Linked DNA regions of Callithrix jacchus: region 1 is linked to region 2. Evidence: chromatin contacts called from public Hi-C data. All regions are on one chromosome and are shown on one strand. The core of a region is the stretch at or near the end of the contact, and the rest is flanking DNA. Distances in the headings are between cores, read along the strand shown.

Region 1 (4,801 bases), core at 1,009-3,508, 140 kb after region 2:
AGCACACTTATTCTTTAACAAGAAAGGAAACTTTAAAAAGAAACTTTTCTACTTGCCACAGGTGATCCTCCTGGTGGAGCCCCCAACAAAGCGCTGGGGTTACAGGTGAGCCACCATGCTCAGCTCCATTTAGTAATAACAATATTATTACTTTCATTATTTTTGAGACAGTCTCACTCTGTCACTCAGGCTGAAGTGCAGTGGCCTGATTTCAGCTCACTGCAACCTCCACCTCGTGGGTACAAGCGATTCTCCTACCTCAGCCTCCCAAGTAGCTGGGACTACAAGCGTGTGCCACCATGCCCAGCTAATTTTTGTATTTTCAGTAGACATAGGGTCTCACCGTACTGGTCAGGCTGATCTTAAACTTCTGACCTCAAGTAAACCCGCCTAGGCCTCCCAAAGTGCTGGCATTACAGGTGTGAGCCCCGCACCTGGCCTGACATTATTGAACAGTTCTCACTCTAGTCCTGAGAGGTTGGTGTTCTTGTGTCCATTGCACAGATGGGGACATTTGGAGGGCACAGAGGGCCAGTGGCCTATCCCAGAGCATGTGAGTGGCAGAGCTCTTGGGGCTTTTTTTTGAGACAGTCTCACTCTGTCACCCAGGCTGGAGTGCAGTGGCACGATCTCAGCTCACTGCAATTACTCCTCCCAGGTTCAAGCGATTCTCCTGCCTCAGCCTCTGGAGTAGCTGGGACTACAGGTGCCCACCACCACAACCGACTAAGTTTTTTTATTTTTATTTTTAGTAGAGACAGGGTTTCACCATGTTGACTAGGCTGGTCTCGAACTCCTGACCTCAGGTGATTTGCCAGTATTGGCCTCCCAAAGTGTTGGGATTACAGGCATGAGCCACCGTGCCCAGCCGCTCCCAGGTCTTTGAGCTCCTAGAGCTCCCGCTTGCTGTACTGAATAGCAGACTTGATTCCAGGAGGGGAAAAGTTATCTTCCACCTCAAATTGGGGGAAGACCACTGCAACTCAGATTAACTTAGTTAAAATCAAGGTTCAGGCCGGGCGCAGTGGCTCATGCCTGTAATTCCTGCAGTTGGGGAGGCCAATGCCAGTAGATCACCTGAGGTCAGAAGTTTGAGATATCCTGGCCAACACAGTGAAACCTCATCTCTATTAAAATACAAAAATTAGCCTAGTATGGCAGAGTGTGCCTGTAATTCCAGCTATTTGGGAGGCGGAGACAGGAGAATACTTGAATCGCTTGAACGCAGGAGGTGGAGATTGCAGTAAGATGAGATCCCGCTGCTGCACTCCAGCCTGGGCAGCAGAGCGAGACTCTGTCTCAAAAACAACAATAAAATAAAATAAAATGAAATAAAATCAAGGTTTGGTAACACATGGGTTAAGAAGGTTTTTCTGGTTGGGTGTAGTGGTTCATGTCTATAATTCCGGAACTTCAAGAGGCCGAGACAGGCGAATAACTTGAGTCCAGGAGTTCAAGACCAGCCTGGGGAAGATGGTGAAACCTGGTCTCTACAAAGAAAAAAAAAAAAAAAAAAAAAAAAATCAGCCAGGCGCGGTGGTACATGCCTGTGGCCCCATGCTACTGGGGCTGGGGGGCTGTGATGGGAGGATCGCTTGAGCTTGGGAGGTCGAGGCTGCAGTGAGCTATGATTGTACCACAGCATTCCAGCCTGGGCCACAGAGCAAGACTCTGTCTCAATAAATAAATAAATAAACAAAAATAAAATAAAAATAATTTAAAAAAGGCTGTTCTGGGAACAGGCTTGTCGCCCGGTGGGTGCTGTCCTAATGCTGGCCATCCTGGACAGTGCGTCTCAAGTTCCAAGCCGTGGATGTGGGCATGAGCGCTGGAGCGTAGCTCATGTCTGTGAACTGAACTGAAATACAACCTTGCAACCCGAGTCATAGCAAATCCTGGAAATGATGACAGCTGCTTGCAAACGTGTTGCAAGCCATTGCTTGTGTTTGCAGAAACCTGATACACAGGCCGTGTGTGGGAGGTGGGAGATGGGAGGTGGGAGGCGGGAGGCGGGAGCGGGGAGGCCCGGACCATTTGGGTCTCTTGTTTCTGAATCTGAGAAAGACTAGAATCCATTTTCCCCTCGGTTTCAGGCTGGGTTCCGCAGAAGCACGCCCCGTGGTGAGGAACTGTGTGCAAGTCATGTCGGAAGGCTGTGGTCTGGGGAAGTCTGGAAGGGAGCATAAGGAGGGGGACCTAGGAGCCGAACCAGGGCAAGGTCCTTTAGCAAAATCCCCCTGGGGTGATCTTGGACCAATCTGCAGGAAGGCTCTGCAGTGTATGTTCTGCCCCAGGGTCTGTCCAGACTCGGGCAAAGGGAGCAGGGCTTTCACATTCTGGAGTCCACCCTCCATTGGCTAAGAGCTGGCTCTTGGGGGTGGGGGAGTGGGAGGACAGGAACCCCAGGCACCTCTCAGTTTCTGCATGCATAGGCAGAGCAGCTCCACTGGAGTCAGGAGTGAGAGACAAAGCACCCGGGAGCAAGGGGAGGAGTAAAAGAGTCATGAGATCTGCAGGGAACACAGTCTGCATAGCCATTCTCACCGGCACTTGTGGTCACTGAGTCTGCGGTAACCTCACGGCCTCTCCTGCCTGTTGCTTGGGACTCCTTGATGTCTCCATTTCTTAAATGGGGGGCTGTGGGGTGCTGCTCTTCTTGCTGGAATCATAAATCAACATTGTCAGGTGCCAACATGGTGATAAATTGTTGGATGATATGCTGATAACGCATAGCATTTTCATTTCCTTGGAAAACCAGGGCCAAAGACACTTTCGAATTGCAAATGCCAGCCACGTTACAGGGCGGCCGCAAGGAAGGATTTCTGGTAGGCAGATCTGGGGAAGTCAGCCTCAGAACACAGGCAATCAAAGGGAGTTGGTTTCCTCTGCAGGAATGCAAAGTCGTCAATTCCAAGCAGTCCTGGAAGGAAACTTACACATAGAGGTGGCGATCGATGAATGCAGTGGTTTTCTCTCCCTTCTTTCCCCCTTTCTGCCTGACACACACATATGTGCTTGTCTTTTGAGATGTTTGCTGGAGTCTAGCATGCAGACAGCAAAACGTGCCAAGAAGGAGTGTGAAAGCATGAAACCGAACTCACTCACGTGCCTACCACTCAGATCAAGAAACAGAACCTCGCCAGTCCCTTAGAACAGTGGTCCCTAACCTTTTTGGAACCAGGGACCAGTTTCGGGGAAGATGATTCTCCATGGCCCGATGATTCTCCATCAGGGGTGATGGCTTCAGGATGATTTGAGCATATTACATTTATTGTGCACTTTCATTATTATTACATTGTAATATAGAATGAAATAATTCTACAACTTTCATCTTGTAGCAACAGTGGGAGCCCTGAGCCTGTATTCCTGCAACTAGACAGTCCTATCTGGGGGTGATGGGAGACAGTGACAGATCATCAGACATTAGATTCTCATAAGGACTGAGTAACCTAGATCTCTCGCATGCGCAGTTCACAGCAGGGTTTGTGCGGCTGATCTGATGGGAGTCGGAGCTCAGGCGGTAATGGGAGTGATGCGGAGAGGCTGCAAATACAGATGAAGCTTCACTCTCCTGCCCGATGCTCACTTCCTGCTGAACTTCAAGTGCTGGTACCAGGGGTTGCCTTAGCAGATTCCCTTGTCTCTGTCTCTCTCTCTCTTTTTTTTTTTTGAGATGGAGTCTCACTCTGTTGCCCAGGCTGGAGTGCAGTGGTGTCATCTTGGCTCACTGCAACCTCCGCCTCCCAGGTTAAAGAGATTCTCCTGCCTCAGCCTCCAGAGTAGCTGGGATTATGGGCATGCATCACCATGCCCAGCTAATTTTTTTTTGTATTTTTAGTAGAGATGGGGTTTTGCCTGTTGGCCAGGCTGGCCTCGAACTCCTGACCTCAGATGATCTGCTTGCCTCAGTCTCTCAAAGTGCTGGGATTACAAGAGTGAGCCACCACACCCAGCCCCTTGTATCTCTCTTTTCAGCCACTACCCATTCATCTCTAAGGGAAACCACTATCGCAACATCAAACAACAGAGATTAGCTTTGCCTGCTGTTTATGCTTTATAGAAACAAAATCACATGGGATGTTCTCTTCACTGACTTAAGGTGACTTTTATGAGATTTGTCCTCATATATTACAATGCATAGTAGCAGTTGGCACATTTGCACAGTGGAATCTGTTTCCCATGTGAATATAGCACAAATTACCTTTTCCATTATTGATGGGCAGTGGAGCTCGTTGCAGTGTGGGCCGTTATGGACAGTGTGCCTGTGAACGGTCCGGAACACGTTTGGGATGCACCCAGTATGGACGCTGTTGGATATACACTGAGCAGAATTGCTGGGTCATGGGTATTTGTATGTTCAACTTGCTTAGGGGCTGCCAAACAACTTTCAAATGGAGATGTACCCATTTAACTTCTACCAGCAACGTAGGGATCCCAGTTCTTCTCTAACCTCACCAATGCTTGCTGTTTGGAACTTTCATTTTACAACTTGGTCAGAAATAGTAGGATGATTAATTTCAATATTCTCCACCCTCAGGGCTGCTGCTAGGTTTAAATTTCTTTCTTTGTTTTTTTTTTTTTTGGCTGGGTGCAGTGGCTCGTGCCTGTAATCCCAGCACTTTGGGAGGCTAAGGAGGGCAGATCATGAGGTCAGGAGTATGAGACCAGCCTGGCCAATATGGTGAAGCTCCATCTCTACTAAAAATACAAAAATTAGCCAGGTGTGGTGGTGCATGCCTGTAGTCTCAGCTACTTGGGATCCTGAGGCAGAAGAATTGCTTGAACCCGGGAGGTGGAGGTT
Region 2 (5,324 bases), core at 1,007-3,506:
GGTCTCGATCCTCCTCCTGTGTGGGCCTCCCAAAGTGCTGGGGTTCCAGGCATGAGCCCCCTTACTGCCCTCTTTTCTGTCTATTTTCAGGGAAGCGACATGTCTGTTAGTTTCATGTTCTAGGGGCCTTTGGAGGCGCTCCGGGCCCAGGGCCTGCCTCACCTGCCAGCCTTTGTCGGCCGTTCGGTAGTAGGGGTAATGCTTGGTGATGTGGGCGTAGATGCCGCTCAGGGTCAGCTGCCGGTCCTGGGCGGAGGAGATGGCCTGCACGATCAGCTGCGCGTAGGAGAACGGTGGCTTGGACTCGTCCTGCGGAGAGATGTGGCTCACAGGTGAGCCCCAGCAAGGTCCCAGGTTCACCCACCCACCTGCCACTGCTGACAGAGAGGAACCTTCCCCCGAGGACGCACTCATCTCGACAATCCCAATGCCCTCCAATGATCCCGTTAAGGGGCCTGAATTAAACTAGGAACAGCCGTTTTTGCCTCGTGGGAAGGAAAACTTCTGTTTTTGTCATAATTTAATTCTGAAATTTCTCACCTCTTCCACAAATTGATTTTAAAACAGCTGTTGGACAGAAATGAACTAAGCCAGAGTTATAAGGAAGGCGCCATCCTTCTCAAGGGCTGTTTGAAGGCTCTGACGTCAGGCTGCCAGTGGCAGATGAACAAGGAGCGGAGCGGAGGGGCCCTGGTGTCAGTGCCACCCATCACCAGCAAATGGCCAAGAAGGACAGTTTGGGCACGAAAAGGAGAAAGGGCCAATGGCTCTACTGCCAACTTTGGCTGCATTCCTCGGGGGTCAAGACTGCCTCGAGCACACCGCCGCACACCCTGGGGCTGTCTGTGCTGCTCGTGCTGGGTCACTACAGCCCGATCCTGGTCACCACGTGCATCATGTGGCAGGGGTGGCTCAGACCTTGGGGCTGTCTCCTCCAGACGTGTCTGCCTGCTGCTCCGATGCGGCCTTCGCTGCAAACTCTGCTGCCAGCTGCAGGTCTGAGGTCACGTTCTGCACAAAGCGGTAACTGGAGGAGCCGGCGCCCCGTGGACTAGCTGGGCAGGAGTTGGGGACACTGAGAAGAGAGAAGGACACTGTAAGCTCATGGCTCTGAAAAGGGGGTCCCTGAGGGGCACAGGGCTTTCAGGACCTACCAGGAAGGTGGGGCTAATGGGGAGAAACCTGCACTTTCCAATCATAAGTGCCATCACACTGCCCTGCCCTCAAAAAAGTCCAAGGTCACACAGCATCAGGGACAAGATGCTGGAAACAGCAGATGTGTTTCCTCCCAGCGGTGACTTCTGCTCAGGGGCTGAGAGTGCCGTGGGCCCACCTCCTGGCATTGTGCAGGGCCCAGGACAGCACCTAGTCAGGAAGCTCTGTGGAGGCCCCTCCTCAGCTGCCCCCACGCAGCTACAGGATGTGCACCTGGGGCAGGTAGCCTCCGCAGGCTGCTGGCCTGTGTGCAGGTGTCCACAAGGTGGCGCCATGGGAAAAGGCTTGGGCCTGGGACAACCCAGTGCGGTCAGAGGCAGATGCTGGAAAGGGGCCCTGGAGGTGCCATCGCCCTGAAGGATGAGGGCTCCGTGGCAGGTGGCTCTCCTGGAGGCACTGCCCTTGGGAAGAGCTGGCCCCTGTGGTTTCCTCCTGAGCCACTGAGATGCCCCAGCCCTGGTCCCCTCTTCTTCCCAGGCTGGAGCGATAACTGACTGTTGGGAGTAACCGACACCCCTGGCTGCAGCTGAGGCCAGGGCCGTGGAGGGGGGCTGTGTCCGGTGGCTGACAAGTGCGCCCTGGCCTGCTTCCCTAACTCACTCAGGCACAATTCCGTGAGCAAACCACGGCGGATGTTTTGCTTCTGAAAATGATTTCTATTATAGGTATTCAGAGAAAGTCAATGAGGACATGAAGAATGGGTGCAGAACCCCCCCAGAGAAAGAGGTCCCACTGTCCTGAGCAAGTGGGCACCCACCTGGCCCCGTCCCAGGAAAGGCCCCATCCCGGATGAGCCCTGCCCACCTGTGATGCTGACATCCCCGCCTCAACCGACTTAGAGACCCCATGGTAAGCAGGACGCTCCCTGCTGCCCTGCCCTGCAGGCCACCCAGAACCCTCCAGAAGGTCCACTCTCCTCTTCCCACCTTATTGCTGCTTCCTCTGCCTGGAACGTCCTTCCCCAACCGTCCAGGCACAAGACTCTCTCAGATCTCCAAACTTAGGCTCCGAGGCCACCTCCTCCATGCTGCTCTCCTGCCCCCACTCCTAAGGCAGCCCCCAGGCCCAGAATGGTGATGCGAGCTTGCAATTTGTCTCTCCTACTAGGTAGGAGCCCCGCCTGCACTGAAGGGGGCTTCAGAAACATTTCTTGGATGGAGCAGGAGGATGAATGAAAAAAGCCCTGTGGCTGAGAAAAACCTGGCAACTGCCATGAATGATCAGTTCAGGTCTGGGGCTTTTTCAGGGATGACTCAGCATCCGCCACACAGAACGTTAAGGACTCTGATCTGGAATTCCTGCTCTCTCTTCCCACAGACTCCTCAAATACAGCACACACAGGTTGAACACACCCACCAATGGCTCGATCGAGGTAGGAAACAGTCAAAGGGAAATTTTTTTTCTGAATTTAATTCTGAACCCAAAATACAAAACTCAAGCTTAAAAGTAAGGTTGAGGCTGGGCGCAGTGGCTCACGCCTGTAATCCCAGCACTTTGGGAGGCCGAGGCAGGCGGATCACGAGGTCAAGAGATCGAGACCATCCTGGCCAACATGGTGAAACCCCGTCTCTACTAAAAATACAAAAATTAGCCGGGCTTGGTGGTGCGCGTCTGTAGTCCCAGCTACTCAGAAGGCTGAAGCAGGAGAATCGCTTGAATGCAGGAGGTGGAGGTCGTGGTGAGCTGAGATTATGCCACTGCGCGCCAGCCTGGGCGACAGAGCGAGACTTTGTCTCAAAAAAAAAAAAAAAAAAAAAAAGGTGAGAAGAGGAGAGAAAGGTTTTGACTGATAACAGCACACAGTCCCCAAAATCCACTTTGTCAAAGGCCTCTGGGAACCGAACACCTCCCTGTCAAGGCAGGATGGCCTCGTGGCTGGGAGCTGCAGATGACGTGGCCAGCATTGCACCTGTGCACCCCACCCCAGACCCAAAGCCCCTGGACGTCCCCTGGGACTCAGTGGGAAGACTTGAGATTCAGGCCTTGCTGGGGACCACTGAGCTAAGCTTTCACTCAGATACACCCTGATCTCCGGCCACAGGCTGGGGAACGGCCGCTCACCTCGGAAAATCTTGTTTGAGGCCCATGAGGTGGCAGGTGGGCTCCTCCATCCTTCCTAAAGACCAGCAAGGGGAACCCCTGCCTGCTCCATGACAAACAGTGATGGCCCAGCACGTGCAGCAGGGACCCGCTCCTGTTCCCAGAAATGATTTTGCAAAAGATCATAGAAAATTCATGTCTGCTGGGCTCGAAGGCTCCTACCTGTAAGCCCAGCAATTTGGGAGGCTGAGGTGGGAGGATCACTTGAGCCCAGATGTTTAAAACTAGCCTGGGCAACACAGTGACGACTCCATCTCTACAAACAATTTAAAAAATTAGCCAAGTGTGGTGGCATGTACCTGTAGTCCCAAGCTACTCGGGAGGCTGAGGCAGGAGGATGCCTTGAGCCCAGGAGTTTGAGGCTGCAGTGAGCTATAATCGTGCCTCTGCACTCCAGCCTGGGTGACATGGCAAGATCCTGTCTCTAAAAATAAGTAATGTTTTAAAATTTAAAAAACTAGCCGGGCATGGTAGTGCACACCTGTAGTTCTGGTTATTCAGGAGGCGGCGGCAGGAGGATGGCTTGAGCCTAGGAGGTCGAGGCTGCAGTGAGCTACGATCACTGCACTCTAGCCTGGGCAACAGGCTGAGACCTTGTCTCAAAAACACCAAAATTATTTCTAAACCTCAGGCAGTAAAACCCACCAGAAAGGTTGTCATTCCCAAAAGAAGGATATCAAGTGAAAATAATAAAAGTTGGCAAAGCCTGGCTCAAAAACAGGGAGAGTGGTCTTTCCACCACTCTCCACCAAGAGAGGTGGTCTCTCCACCCCTTGCCCCAGTACTGAACCTGGCCTGGGCTGCCAGATCCTGGTGTCACTCCAGCTGGGACAGGTATGACACCGCAGTTTCTGAGGTTCTCCAGCCACCTGGGCTGAGGGACCACGTGTGTTTGTTCACATGGCTCCTCCAGCCCTTGGAGCAGCCCGTCTCTCAATAAGCCCCATTCAGCTGTCCTCTGCAGGCTGGCCTCTGCCATGGGGCTGTGCCTGGTACCAGGTCCCCAATGCCAAGGCCCCATACCAGGCCTGCAGCTGAGGGAAGTGGGGAGCAGAGGCCACTGGAGCCACAGCCAGTCAGGCCTGTAAAGTGCTCTGAGGGCACCTGAACGTGGTGGCATGGGACACCCAGCTCCACAGCCAGGGTCCTGGCCTTGGGGACTGAACAGAGAGGGGCCTTGGAGCCATCTGAAAATCTAATCAAGACATCCCAGCCGGGCGTGGTGGCTCATGCCTATAATCCCAGCGCTTTGGGAGGCCAAGGTGGGTGGGTGAGATCAAGACCATCCTGGCCAACATGGTGAAACCCTGTCTCTACTAAAAATACAAAAAACTAGCTGGGCGTGGTGGTGGGCGCCTGTAGTTCCAGCCTCTTGGGAAGCTGAGGCAGGAGAACTGCTTGAACCCACGAGGTAGACGTTGCAGTGAGCTGAGATTGTGCCATTGCACTCTAGCCTGGTGACAGAGCAAGAAAAAAAAAAAAAAAAAAAAAGAATCCTGTGTCTGATGCCAGGAGTCCAGGGAAACATTCTCTGACCCTTAGCTAAAAACGGTGGCATACACATCCACACGTGTCCTCCTGCAGGAATGACAGAGAGCAGGAAGCTGAGGGGACCCCATTGCTCCCTGACAGGGACCCCCAGCTCAATTGCAGGAAACAAGAAATCGCTCCTTCTGGGGGAAGTACCCCAGGCCTCGGCCAGCCCCCGTTCCCACTCCCCAGCTGCCTGTGTGGGCAGCAGAGGCTGGACAGCGGCAGCCCACAAGTGTGTTAGGAATCAATGCCTTCGCCCCCCGACTGGTGGCTGAGAGTGGGACTGAAGCACAGCAGGCAGCTCACCCCAGGCCTGGATTCCCCTCCCTTCTGTAGAGGACAATTTCCAAGTCACATTTCTGCTTCAGGCCAGAGAGCTGGAAGATCCTGAGTGGGGCACTCCCGGAGCTGTGTGCTTGCAGGGACAACCCTACATGGGCCTGGGACAGACAGCCTCCACCACACCCAGGAGCCGG

What was found. A called contact is a pair of places that touch in the nucleus more often than the background predicts.
Region 1: a contact with region 2 is called in a Hi-C map of skeletal muscle, with 7 times the contacts expected there. The contact joins two enhancer-like sites. A contact is called at or near these places in 3 of 3 Hi-C or Micro-C datasets (induced pluripotent stem cells and skeletal muscle).

Annotation. Positions count from the first base shown.
Region 1 is chr2:17,791,088-17,795,888 of calJac240_pri, forward strand. No RefSeq gene overlaps it. Among named protein-coding and RNA genes, the nearest start is that of FOXK1, 72 kb to the left of the region's middle. Within about 2 kb of position 2,259, at least 2 of the 16 cell types and tissues checked have an H3K27ac peak or open chromatin away from gene starts, as enhancers often do. A contact at or near this core is called in skeletal muscle, where this site is marked.
Region 2 is chr2:17,647,050-17,652,373 of calJac240_pri, forward strand. It overlaps FOXK1 (forkhead box K1), which reads right to left. Exons shown (of 9, transcript XM_017967013.4): 3 at 919-1,075; 4 at 163-309. Among named protein-coding and RNA genes, the nearest start is that of AP5Z1, 25 kb to the left of the region's middle. Within about 2 kb of position 2,257, at least 3 of the 16 cell types and tissues checked have an H3K27ac peak or open chromatin away from gene starts, as enhancers often do. A contact at or near this core is called in skeletal muscle, where this site is marked.